Regions from separate parts of the Gossypium hirsutum genome. Here regions 2 and 3 are each linked to region 1. A link is a contact called in public Hi-C data. All regions are on one chromosome and are shown on one strand. The core of a region is the stretch at or near the end of the contact, and the rest is flanking DNA. Distances in the headings are between cores, read along the strand shown. Region 1 holds the start of LOC107914479 (DUF21 domain-containing protein At4g14240). Region 2 holds the start of LOC107914528 (stem-specific protein TSJT1). Region 3 holds the start of LOC107914536 (outer envelope membrane protein 7).

What was found. A called contact is a pair of places that touch in the nucleus more often than the background predicts.
Region 2: a contact with region 1 is called in a Hi-C map of leaf, with 2.1 times the contacts expected there. The contact joins the promoter of LOC107914528 here to the promoter of LOC107914479 in region 1. A contact is called at or near these places in 2 of 34 Hi-C or Micro-C datasets (both in leaf).
Region 3: a contact with region 1 is called in a Hi-C map of leaf, with 2.8 times the contacts expected there. The contact joins the promoter of LOC107914536 here to the promoter of LOC107914479 in region 1. A contact is called at or near these places in 3 of 34 Hi-C or Micro-C datasets (hypocotyl and leaf).

Annotation. Positions count from the first base shown.
Region 1 is chrD08:10,793,987-10,797,748 of Gossypium_hirsutum_v2.1, forward strand. LOC107914479 (DUF21 domain-containing protein At4g14240) reads left to right here and starts at 2,465. Exons shown (of 13, transcript XM_016843406.2): 1 at 2,465-2,938; 2 at 3,158-3,234; 3 at 3,360-3,443; 4 at 3,522-3,635. The coding sequence starts at 2,692.
Region 2 is chrD08:10,466,826-10,470,513 of Gossypium_hirsutum_v2.1, forward strand. LOC107914528 (stem-specific protein TSJT1) reads right to left here and starts at 1,374. Exons shown (of 5, transcript XM_016843473.2): 1 at 997-1,374; 2 at 410-650; 3 at 190-310; 4 at 1-91. The coding sequence starts at 1,199.
Region 3 is chrD08:10,442,034-10,445,565 of Gossypium_hirsutum_v2.1, forward strand. LOC107914536 (outer envelope membrane protein 7) reads right to left here and starts at 1,290. Exons shown (of 1, transcript XM_016843481.2): 1 at 762-1,290. The coding sequence starts at 1,290. The coding sequence ends at 1,027. LOC121220267 (small nuclear ribonucleoprotein SmD1a) reads right to left here. Exons shown (of 4, transcript XM_041099825.1): 2 at 3,373-3,449; 3 at 2,130-2,321; 4 at 762-2,030. The coding sequence ends at 1,969.

The DNA.
Region 1 (3,762 bases), core at 1,215-3,714:
CTTTATATACAACTATGTTAATGTAATGTACATTTTCACATTAATGATATGTAAGCATCAACCCGAAATGTGTAACTAACTTTTTTAGCATTATATAATTGGGGTTGATTATTAATGATATGTAATCTTATATACAATTATGATATTATAATGTACATTTTTACATTAATGATACGTAACCTTAAACAATTAGCCTTATATGATTAGGGGTAAGTAATTAAGTTATTTGGGATTGTCATCAAACTTTTAATTTGTTTGGAATTTTTATATTTAAGTTGTTGTGGGATTGTTATGTTGGATTTGTTTGAATTATTATTTAACTAATTTTATTAATTGACATTTATTTATTATTAATTATGAATAAAAAAATTATTTAAAATTAATTTTTTTGTTTAATTTTATATTATTTCATGAATTTGAATTCGAGTTTTTGTGAATTTGGATATTCGACATATGATTGAAATTGTTAAATTCAAATTTCTCGCAAATTTTAATATTTAATGAATAATAATATTTAATTCATACTCGGAGAATAATACATGAATAATTAATGGATTCAAATTTTTAGATAAATTTATAGATACTCCAAAAAGGACAAGTATTTTTTAGACAAATTTATAGATTCTCCAAGAAAAAAAAAGATATTGGATCCATTGCAATTCCTAATAGGGATGGCAAAAAAAAAATCTGAGTTTGTGGGTTTAGATTATTATTATTATTGTTATTATTATTATTATTGCAAATGGAAGGTAAATATTTTTTACAAAATTCTGAAGTGGGGTCAGGGCAAAATTCACTTTTTCCCAGTCTTTCATTTGAATAATGTAAGAAATATATATGTACTAAAATATGTATATAGGAAATTTAGGTTTAATTCAGTAAATGAAATAGAGCATGAATAAAAAATGAATTTGGTGGGAATAAGATAGAGATATAATAAATATTATGTTCCTTAAAATAAAAGTGGTTTTTTTAGTTTGATTGGTTGGTTGGAATGTAATAGATAAGAATTAGTTTTACTTTGTTTAGGATGGATTAAATTATATATGTATTAAATATTTACAAGGGATCAAATTACTAAATGTAACACATAATACTTAATTTGATCGTTGAGTCTGAGTTACAGGATGTCACAGTTGTTTTCAAAGTAATTACAATCACAATATCTATCAATTCAATGCTTTATATTCACTAATATGTTCATTACATCATCATATTATATATATATATATATAATCTACTCCAGGGCTTATCCAAGCTTACAAAAGCTTTTTTGATAATTCGTGACCATTGGAGGGCTAAAAAGTAAAATTTACAAATTGTTTTATGCTAGAGTCATGACTCCTATGGTGTGGTGTCGCGACCTTGAAGACAGTATATAGGAGTTGCAACATCAAGCAAGGGATGTCAAAATTTTTCCTTTTCGGAAGGATCAAAATTGAATTTTAAAGTTTAGGAGGTGAAATTGTAATTTTATCATTAGATTAACTTAAATTTTTATAACTTAAAAAAAAACTGAGAATATGTTTGGAAGAATTTTAATATTGTTGATATTTTCCAAATGTTAACAATTCATCAATTCATTTGTAATTGCTAGGTAATTGGTTTAAGAAAAATTAAGTTATTAAAATTTTATAAATTATAAAAGAAGAATAATTATATTAAAAATAAATAATATAAAAATATTCAACATCCCTATCATTATTTTTGTAAAAAATATTATAAATGGTTTTAATAAAATAAATTTAAAAAATATATAAAAAAATTAAATAATAATGAATTTTGAAGTTTAAGCTTTTATTTAATAATGGGAATTTAGCTAATGAAATTGGTTATTGAGATTACAAATGATTTAAAAAAAAGGGAAATTAGCTAATGAATTTTGAAAATCCTCGCTTAAATGAATACTTTTATATCTTAAGATCAAAGCTTTTGCCTGCACTGTAGCCCCGCACCGACTTCTACGTACAGATTTGTACTCAAGAAGTGAGGCTCTCAAGCTTCAAGAGAGAACGGTAAAGTTTGTTGTTTATCTCATTCGCATGTGAGCTTCAAGCGACAGTGGTGCACATTCTTCGCGAAGGAGATCCGACTACATTGCTCACCAAAGCCTTACTATGGGAACCAAGCCAACTCTCCCATGGCAACTGCTATGGAAGGATATTTATTTGTTTCTGGTTTACTGGTGTGATTCTTCTTTAAGAAAAAGAAAAAATAGCATGTGAGGTTGGTAGAATCATTCATTTCACCCGGCAAAAACTCTTTATTTATTATTGTACCTTGTACAACTAGTCCTGGTAGAATAAGCAGAAGAGAATGTTGTTCCCAAGGCAGCATTTGGGCCAACCCATAAGATAATATTGGATTGGAGTATGACCCACCATTAACCTGACATGGGCTTTTGCAAACAAAACAGCATGAATTTTTGGTGGAAAATCAACATGTAACGTAGGCGGCATGTCTACATTTCATTTGGTTCACGCAGTTAAATAGTGGGTGAAAGAAAATGGAGATGGAGACGGAAGATTTTTCATCGTAGAGAGCCCAAGCTCAACTATATGATTTGACTGCTGTCCACTTCTTCGGCTTCTATTCACAAATCACAAGCGTTGTCCTTTTCTCCTTCGCACGCGTTGCACCGCACCATACCGACCAAACCCCCCAACAACCTCCCACTAGACTGATTAGGAAATGTTGTTGGGGAACGCCATAGCCGGAGCTCGTATAATCATGGCGTCGTCATCCAACCACATCGTCTTCGAACCTGATGACATCCCTTTCGGCTCTTTTGAGTGGTTCGTCTTTGCGGGAGTTTCCTGCTTGCTTGTGCTCTTCGCCGGCATAATGTCCGGCCTTACCTTGGGCTTGATGTCTCTGGGCCTCGTTGACCTCGAAATTCTTCAGAGAAGCGGCACTATCACCGAGAAGAAGCAAGCTGGTAAATTACTAAATTCCCATTTCGATTTTCCCCTTTTCTTTTACTAGTCAATGGTAACAGTACAATTAGTAACAGTTCCAAGTAATTAAATATGCTGAGTTTACTGTTTCAATTTATAGAATTCTGATATCATACACTAGAGAAAAAAACCCTGTTTTTTTTTTGCCCTTCTTTTGTCCCCTATGATTATCATTTATTTACATAATTATATGTCTGCAGCTGTTATCTTACCAGTTCTTAAAAAGCAGCATCAGCTTCTTGTAACTCTGCTTCTCTGTAACGCTTGTGCCATGGAGGTGAGCATTTACATGTTGTTATTAAAATTATTAACGGTTTTAATGGCCATATATATATATTTGTATTTAAGAAGCTACTGCATTTCCTTGAATTTTCCTTATACTCTTGATTTGTGTTTTTGCAGGCTCTTCCTATAACCCTTGATAAAATTTTTCACCCCTTTGTTGCAGTGTTGCTGTCTGTTACTTTTGTTCTGGCTTTTGGAGAGGTCTTATATATTGTGTTTTTTGTTGTTTCAATCTCAGCTATTTAAGCCTTTCGAAATGTAATCCCTGTTTTGGATCAGATTATTCCACAAGCGATATGTTCAAGATATGGACTCTCTGTTGGTGCAAATTTTGTGTGGCTCGTGCGTATTCTGATGATAATTTGTTATCCCATCGCTTACCCTATTGGAAAGGTAGTGTCCTGTTGAAATTCCTGGGTTAAAAATTGTGAATACACTAGCACTATTTAGACAAACGGGTAGTTTCCTTTTGTGTTTGTAGTTTGTTCTACGTATATCACATAGCAAGCTTTTGTTTTTG
Region 2 (3,688 bases), core at 124-2,623, 330 kb before region 1:
ATCTCTTCATCTGGTGCAGGAATGGCAATGATCTTGTTCTTGGGATTTTCATAGCTTCGTATCTCGCCTAGTGTGGTTGAAAAGAAGCACCCTGTAAACCGTTGGAAACAATTTAAATAAAAAAACTCTAATCTCTTCCAATGTTAATAAGTAAATCAAAATTAGTGGCAAAATTAAAGATGAAGATACCCTGAGGGAAAGAAGCAATTGATTTGCCACATGCACTTTTAAGCATCTCTGCATCATCTGAAAATGCCACAAATCCATCTGCTGTAATCCCCCAGTAAAGAGGAACTCTGCCTGACTGATCCTGGTTTTTGTATTAACCACGTTAAAACAGAGAGATTGTGAGTCAGTAAATGCAAGCAACAGCGCTAGCTGTTTCACCAGGCAACCAAAATTAACTTACAGAAGCCACGAACAATGTGGATGTGGACTTATCGAATACTAGAAACGCGAAATTGCCAGCGAGATGACCGACAACATGGCTGGGAGGGTAAGGAGCTCGGTCACGCAACGCTTTGTATGCTTCAATCACCAGCATCACCTCATCCGCACACTTGGCTAGACCATATTGTTGCCTGAGGCTACCTAAGTTATCGAGCATGCCTTCAAACAAGCAGAATATATCATCTTTGACACCAAATGATCTGCACCCATCATCCATTTCCAGGTAAAAAAAATGAAACCAAAGGAAAAACACAAAGGTATCGATATAAACAAGCAGGAGCCAACTGCCAAAACTTTTGAGTCCTGATCATTTTGACACGAGGCAGACATGCAAATATAATCAGACGTTGATTATTTCATGCTCTCACAGACAGTGGACCGGCCTGGTCCCAAAATGAAAGACCTGCTCTACGATGAAATCCGAGAATTTTATGCAATAATCACATTAGATACAGATTAAATCCGGAGCCAGGACCTCTAATAATGAGGGAGATCAATATTCATGTTTCATAGAAATAGTATGTGGGTGTTGATGTCGTATCTTACCTGGGTTGAAGAAGAGACTCATTGTGGCGAGAATAAGCCAAGTGAACTTGATCACCAATTTGTATAGAAACCGAAGATGGGTTAGAGTTGATGTAACGTTTCATCAAAGCCAAGGCAGTGGTCCTCGGGGACGGACTCCGGTCTCCGGCAGCCACCAGCTCCTCCGGTGGCGTTACAATTTCAGTGCTAAAAACACCTAGCATGGTCTCTTGTGTGTCTCTTGAGTTTAACTAATGAAAATTGCTATGAATGTGGATGTATGTATAAAGCAAGTGGGCTTTCTCAATGCGACTCATACCAACATTTTTATAAGAAAAAAAGACAAGGTTAAAACTGTCCTTTCAAGATATTGTCGTTTCAAGCTAGTCGATGCCTCCCAGGAGTGTGTATTCGGCAGGAAAAGCAAGGCATTAATTGGCCAGTCGTGAAGCCAGACTTATAGCATCGTTGGAAAGCTATGATCCAATTTACAAGTCGCTTTCTTTGGGTTCTTTTTCTCGGCTGAGTACTTGCGAGTTCGTTTTATAGGGAAACTATTGTATTAGGAGTAAGTTAATTTTTGTGTGTTAGATTAAAAAGTAAATTGATTGTTTTATTAAAAATTTCATTCATTTTTAGTAGACTAGTCAATTTACTCTTTGATCCACTACACCTTTTTTTTATAATTCTTTTACCGCGGATAATTTCGACTTTCCTCCCCTTAATTTTCTTTTTGAAAAAGATTTCAATCCCATTCATTGTTTTTGTTGGGGGAATAGCGGTGATTAATTCCTATAATTAAAAGGAAATTCTTTTTCGTTTTCTAATGGTGAATTGGTCAGTCCATTTCAAGCCAATGTCTTAATTCTGGGGTTCATTATCATTACGTAGAATGGAAAGACACGTATAAATAAAGAAATGGAAAGAAAGTGTAAACAATTGGGAATCTTATCAAGAATATACCAAATCTAACTAAACCAAAATTGAATCTATTTCGAAAGGGAAATGGAAGAGATGGCGACATCAATTAGAATTATATATCAGCCGGCTCAGGCATGCAGCTTTTTTATTGGATAAAGGTAGGATTCAGAAATCAAATAAGAAAAAAATATATTAACCAAAGGCTTAATACATTTTTATCGGATCAAGTATATAGATTTTAATATTGATATATATTAATCCTTTTATCTAATGCAATGCCGAATTGATTTTATGTTTATAAATTGCGAATAACTTACATTAGGATTATTCAAAAAACTAAAGTTTTTAGGCATCAACAAAATTTTGCCGCATCATCAAAATTTAAAGGCATGAAATTATTATTATACACTCATCGGTAGAGAAATTATTTTATGAATCATTCCCATCACATTATTCACGGTCCCTTTTCAATTATTTAATGACATTTCAATAATTTCTTTCTATGTCATTGACACATAATTTTGGTAATTTTTTTACCTTAAGCCCGAACCGTACATCTAGGATCTCAAACTATGAGCCTAAAACCTAGAACCCCAGACCCTAAATTTAGAATCCCAAACCCTAAATCCAATAGTTAGAGCCCCAAACCACAAATTCGAACCCATAACTCATAACCCTAAACCCAAATCATAAGCCTCAAACTCATAACCCATAACCTCAAGCCTTGAGCTCCAAACTCGTAATCCCAAACCCTTTAATTTTAAATCTAAACCCTAAACCCTTGATGTGTCATGAAACTAACTAAAACTTTGACTAAGACAAGTGAATCTATCAATTAATAATATAGCTACGGTGGGCAAACATATCATTCCCACTAAGACTAAAAGTACTAGTAATTATTGTCTTTTTATTATTTAATCAACTAATCCAAATGATTGATTAAAAACTAAAATTAACTAAATTAATTAGCTAATGAACACACTAAAAAACAAATCACGAAAATAATTGAATAACAACTAAGAAACGAAACAATATCTAAGAAAGAATCTGCCTAAATTTCATCTATCACTATCAATCTAATTTATGCAATTTCTTTACGTAGCACCTTGATCCATAGAAATCCCTAAATTATGCTAATATCTCTTTTGAGCACAAAAGCAACTGACTCTAGGTTGATTAATTGAAATTTCTTTCTAATTAAAACCTTTATTATCGCATTAACTCGTGCTATGGATTCCTCTATTAGATTTGACTCTAATCCGGTAGATTTATGTCATCCTATTTTTAGAATTGCATTCAATTCCACTCAATTACGCAAGATCTACTCTTAAACAGGGTTTATTCAACCTCTGATTTAAACACATCAAACACGAATTAATAATCTAGAAATATTAAACTAAGTATTTATTGCGTAAAATAAAAATCAAATGATAGAATCCATCATAGGGTTCATCTCCTCTAGGTATTTAGAAATTTAGTTCATGCTTGAAAATAAAGACATCCAAGAGACAATATTAAACCAAGAATTAAGCACACATGATTAAAAACAATAAACTAAGTATTTATTGCATAAAATAAAAATCAAATGATAGAATCCATCATAGGGTTCATCTCCTCTAGGTATTTAGAAAATTAGTTCATGCTTGAAAATAAAGACATCCAAGAGACAATATAACCGAATGAAATAAAGAAACTCATGATAAATTCTTAAGAAATCAATTGGGAATCTTCAATCTTGATGAAAATCTTCTTAAGAAATCAATTGGGAATCTTCAATCTTGATGAAAATCTG
Region 3 (3,532 bases), core at 40-2,539, 350 kb before region 1:
AATATAAAAAAAATTCTTTTTTTTCTTTTTTGATGTTTCTGTCTTCTTTTCTCTGTTCCTTTTTCTTCTTTGCAGGTATCCACGCCAAAGTCAACGATGATAGGGAGTCGCATCATTACCATTTCGGTGAAACGATGGCAGGGGGCAGTCTTTAGGTGACGTATCCACTAACATGGCCAGGAGCAGCGACACTTAGGGGATAGAGGTGACTAGGGTTTCTGAAAATTTTTTAAGATAGCGGGCTTTGGGTTTTAATTTTTTTATTTTAGGATTTTTTGTATTTGGGCCATTATTTTTTTGTAAATAAACTTTAATAATAGACTTTTATTTTTATTTTTATTTGTTTTTGTTGGGCCAGATAAAATTGGGCTATTACAATAATTACTTTAAATTTCAATAATCTAAATTTCCTATTAAAGAATCTTTCTTCTAACAAAATAATTAAAAATTATAAAGTTTTTACTGTTAGGATGAAAAATGAGATTTGTAAAAAATTATAAATATTTTTAACAATATAAAATTAAAAAAAAAAACCTAAAGGCATTCTCTTTTAGAAAATTGGAATGAGCCGCTCTTCGAGTAAAATTTAAAAAAATGAATTTTGGCTCTTTTATTTATTTGAAATTATTTTTATTAAAACAAATTTATTCGTCGCCTAAATAAAAATGAAAAATCTTGCCCGAAATGTCAATGGTCACACCTTTAAGATACAAGATATACTGATAATTCCTCCTTACCTACAGGCACGCTATTCAAAATTGTTTCCAGAAAAGGACACCATTTTCATTTCTCAATCACAAAAGCCAAAGTAGGAAACTCGGTTCTCCCTTTATCTAATAATCATAATAATGCAGAAACAGAAAAATAGCACCAATTAACTCTTCTCTCAACATTAATTCTTAGAGCTAACCTAGAAAAGCAGCAGCAAGAAATCTAAAATAAGATAACACCATAATTCCATTTATCATAAAAAGGAACCCTACTTTCATGATTACTTGGAATGGACCAAACACAAGAATCTCGTCCCTAACTTGCACCCGCTGTGTTCTTGGCGACGGCATCAGCGTAAGAGATAGGCTTCCGATCGGGAGAACCCTTGTTTCCCTCCACAACGTCCTTCGTTTTAACGTCGGAGTCGATGTCGTCGGGATCCCGATCAGGGTCGGAGTTGTCCATGGCGGAGCGAGCCTTGTCCAGTAAAGGTTTAAACGCCATCTCAATAGCCATCCACCCGAAAGCTAGCGCCCCCAAAACCACCGCCGCTTGTTTCACAGGAGTTGGTTTCCCCATTTTCTTTCCTTCCTCTTTCTTTTTCCTGATTCTCTGATTTTTATGTTCTTTTTTGGGGACTAATAATAATTTGGCTATTGTTATTGTTACCTATGTTTATATATAAACACTTCGCACAAAATGAACGGGACTGGGCTAAGCAACCTGTGGGTCCCACCAAACAATGATGTTTGTGATGAACGGTCATGATTCTAATTTAAAAGGATTGCCTAGAAAAAGAACCATTAAAATAACGAGGATGAAACAACTTCGAGAAACGGTAACAAAAAACAAAGTGCCGATTATGCATAGGTAAAAATTGAGGCAGATTTATTAGAAACCTCATTACGTGGTAAATATATTTCAATTATTAATTTAATTTCTTGTTATAATTAATCCAAACATTTAATTGTACAAAAAGAAGGGGAAAAAAAGAGTTCTGATCGAAGGCAATGAACATGATCAGAATGCCGCATTCCTTCATTTTACAGCATAATTGACAGAGGTATTAAAATATCTGCTAGTCGGGAATCTCAGGATCCATGATTAAGCCGTACAACCAAGGCTAATGATCATATAGAAAAGTAAAATATCAATACTATTCCTTTTAATATTCGTAACTTCACCCATAAATTCTCCCCACAACAAAGTTGTCTACACATCCAGCTGTTACCAAAATTTGGAGGCATGGCAGCATATTTAACGGCCTCGACCTCGCCCGCGTCCACGCCCACGACCCCGACCACGTCCCAATGGCTTCCCTGAATTTGGAAATGCATTAGGAAGATCAATACTAAGATAAGATAAAGTAGATACAGGTAGGATACTCTAAAGGGGGGGGGGGAATGAAATGGCGATACCAGCTGTTGGCTTCTTTGGTTTCACCCTCGGTGTCTCTTCAACCAGCAATGTCTCAAGATTTAAGCTGTCAGGCAGGATATAGTAGCGAATATTGTTACCCCTAACACTGAGGTGATCCATAGTCACTGGATTTTTTCCCTTCAATGTAAGTTTCACAGTTTTGAGATGGGTGTTCATACTGATATCCACACCTGAAACAAATGAGCAAAGCACTCAGAAAAGTAGCATACCGATATGCTGTTGTCTGTTTGCTCTGGAAATGACTAAAAGCCAATTTTGCCATAAAGAAATAGTGATGAGATAGACATACAGAATAACAAAGAATGAAAAGCACTCCAGCAAAGTAGCCAACTAAATGCATGACAGCCACTAGCGTCCAGAAAATGGGATCTTGAGTATACACAACTTTAAGCAAAAGAAGCAAAGATGTTTATGCTAGTGTATCCAAGTTCATGCTCTTGCAAATTATTGCTTCCACTTTGTGAGGTATTATCACTATCTATCCACCTACTTAAGCCATCATGAGCTAAAAGTGCCTTAAGTGATGATCAATACAGGCAAAGAAACTTCGCATATTTTCCAAAACAACAATGAGTTAAAAACTTCGCACATATATATGTAGTTCAAGTCCCCTTGTTAATGAAACCAGGAAACAAGTAAATCATTCAATGCAATCTGGTATTAATAAAAGGGTGTAGCTATCCAAGAAGAATTGGGTTTTGTACAACTTTTCCAATATTCAGAACACCAGGTTAGAAACAATAACAGTAAATAAAATAAATAACCATTTTCTTTTACACAAAGTCACCCTATAAAAAGGTGGAAGTAATTGGTTAACCACATAAAAGCGAGATTGGGAATGGCCTAATTTCATCTAGCAAGAGTTACCAAGGAAGAATAAAACATCGTATAGGCAAGTTAATTACTAATTAATTAACACTTAACAAAAAACAAACACTGGCATTACTAAGTTTAACTAGCAAATCGAACCATAATAATAAAAAAGATTGCCCCAATCGAACCATAATTCAGGTAAATAGCAAACTAAGTTCAGATTTCCGAATCCGAGTCCATTCTTACAAGTAACATTACTCATTATTCATGAAAACAATAAACCCTAATACGTATGTCAGTTTCTACAAACAATCTCAAGCTTTTACAACTTCGCTAAAACGAAGGGCTAGGGTTTATCAAAAACGCTAATGCTGGGGCAAAAAAAGATGAAAAGCGAAATAGAGGAACCTGTGATGGTGCCGTGAACAACGGTTCCATTCTTGAGCTCAATCGACACTGTTTCATTGTTCAACTTCATCAAAAACCTGCTCATAAATTTTCAAATCATAGCCAATATATTAAGAACCTAAAAATATCGTTTGCTCGTCACTTGGTTAAAAACAGAGAA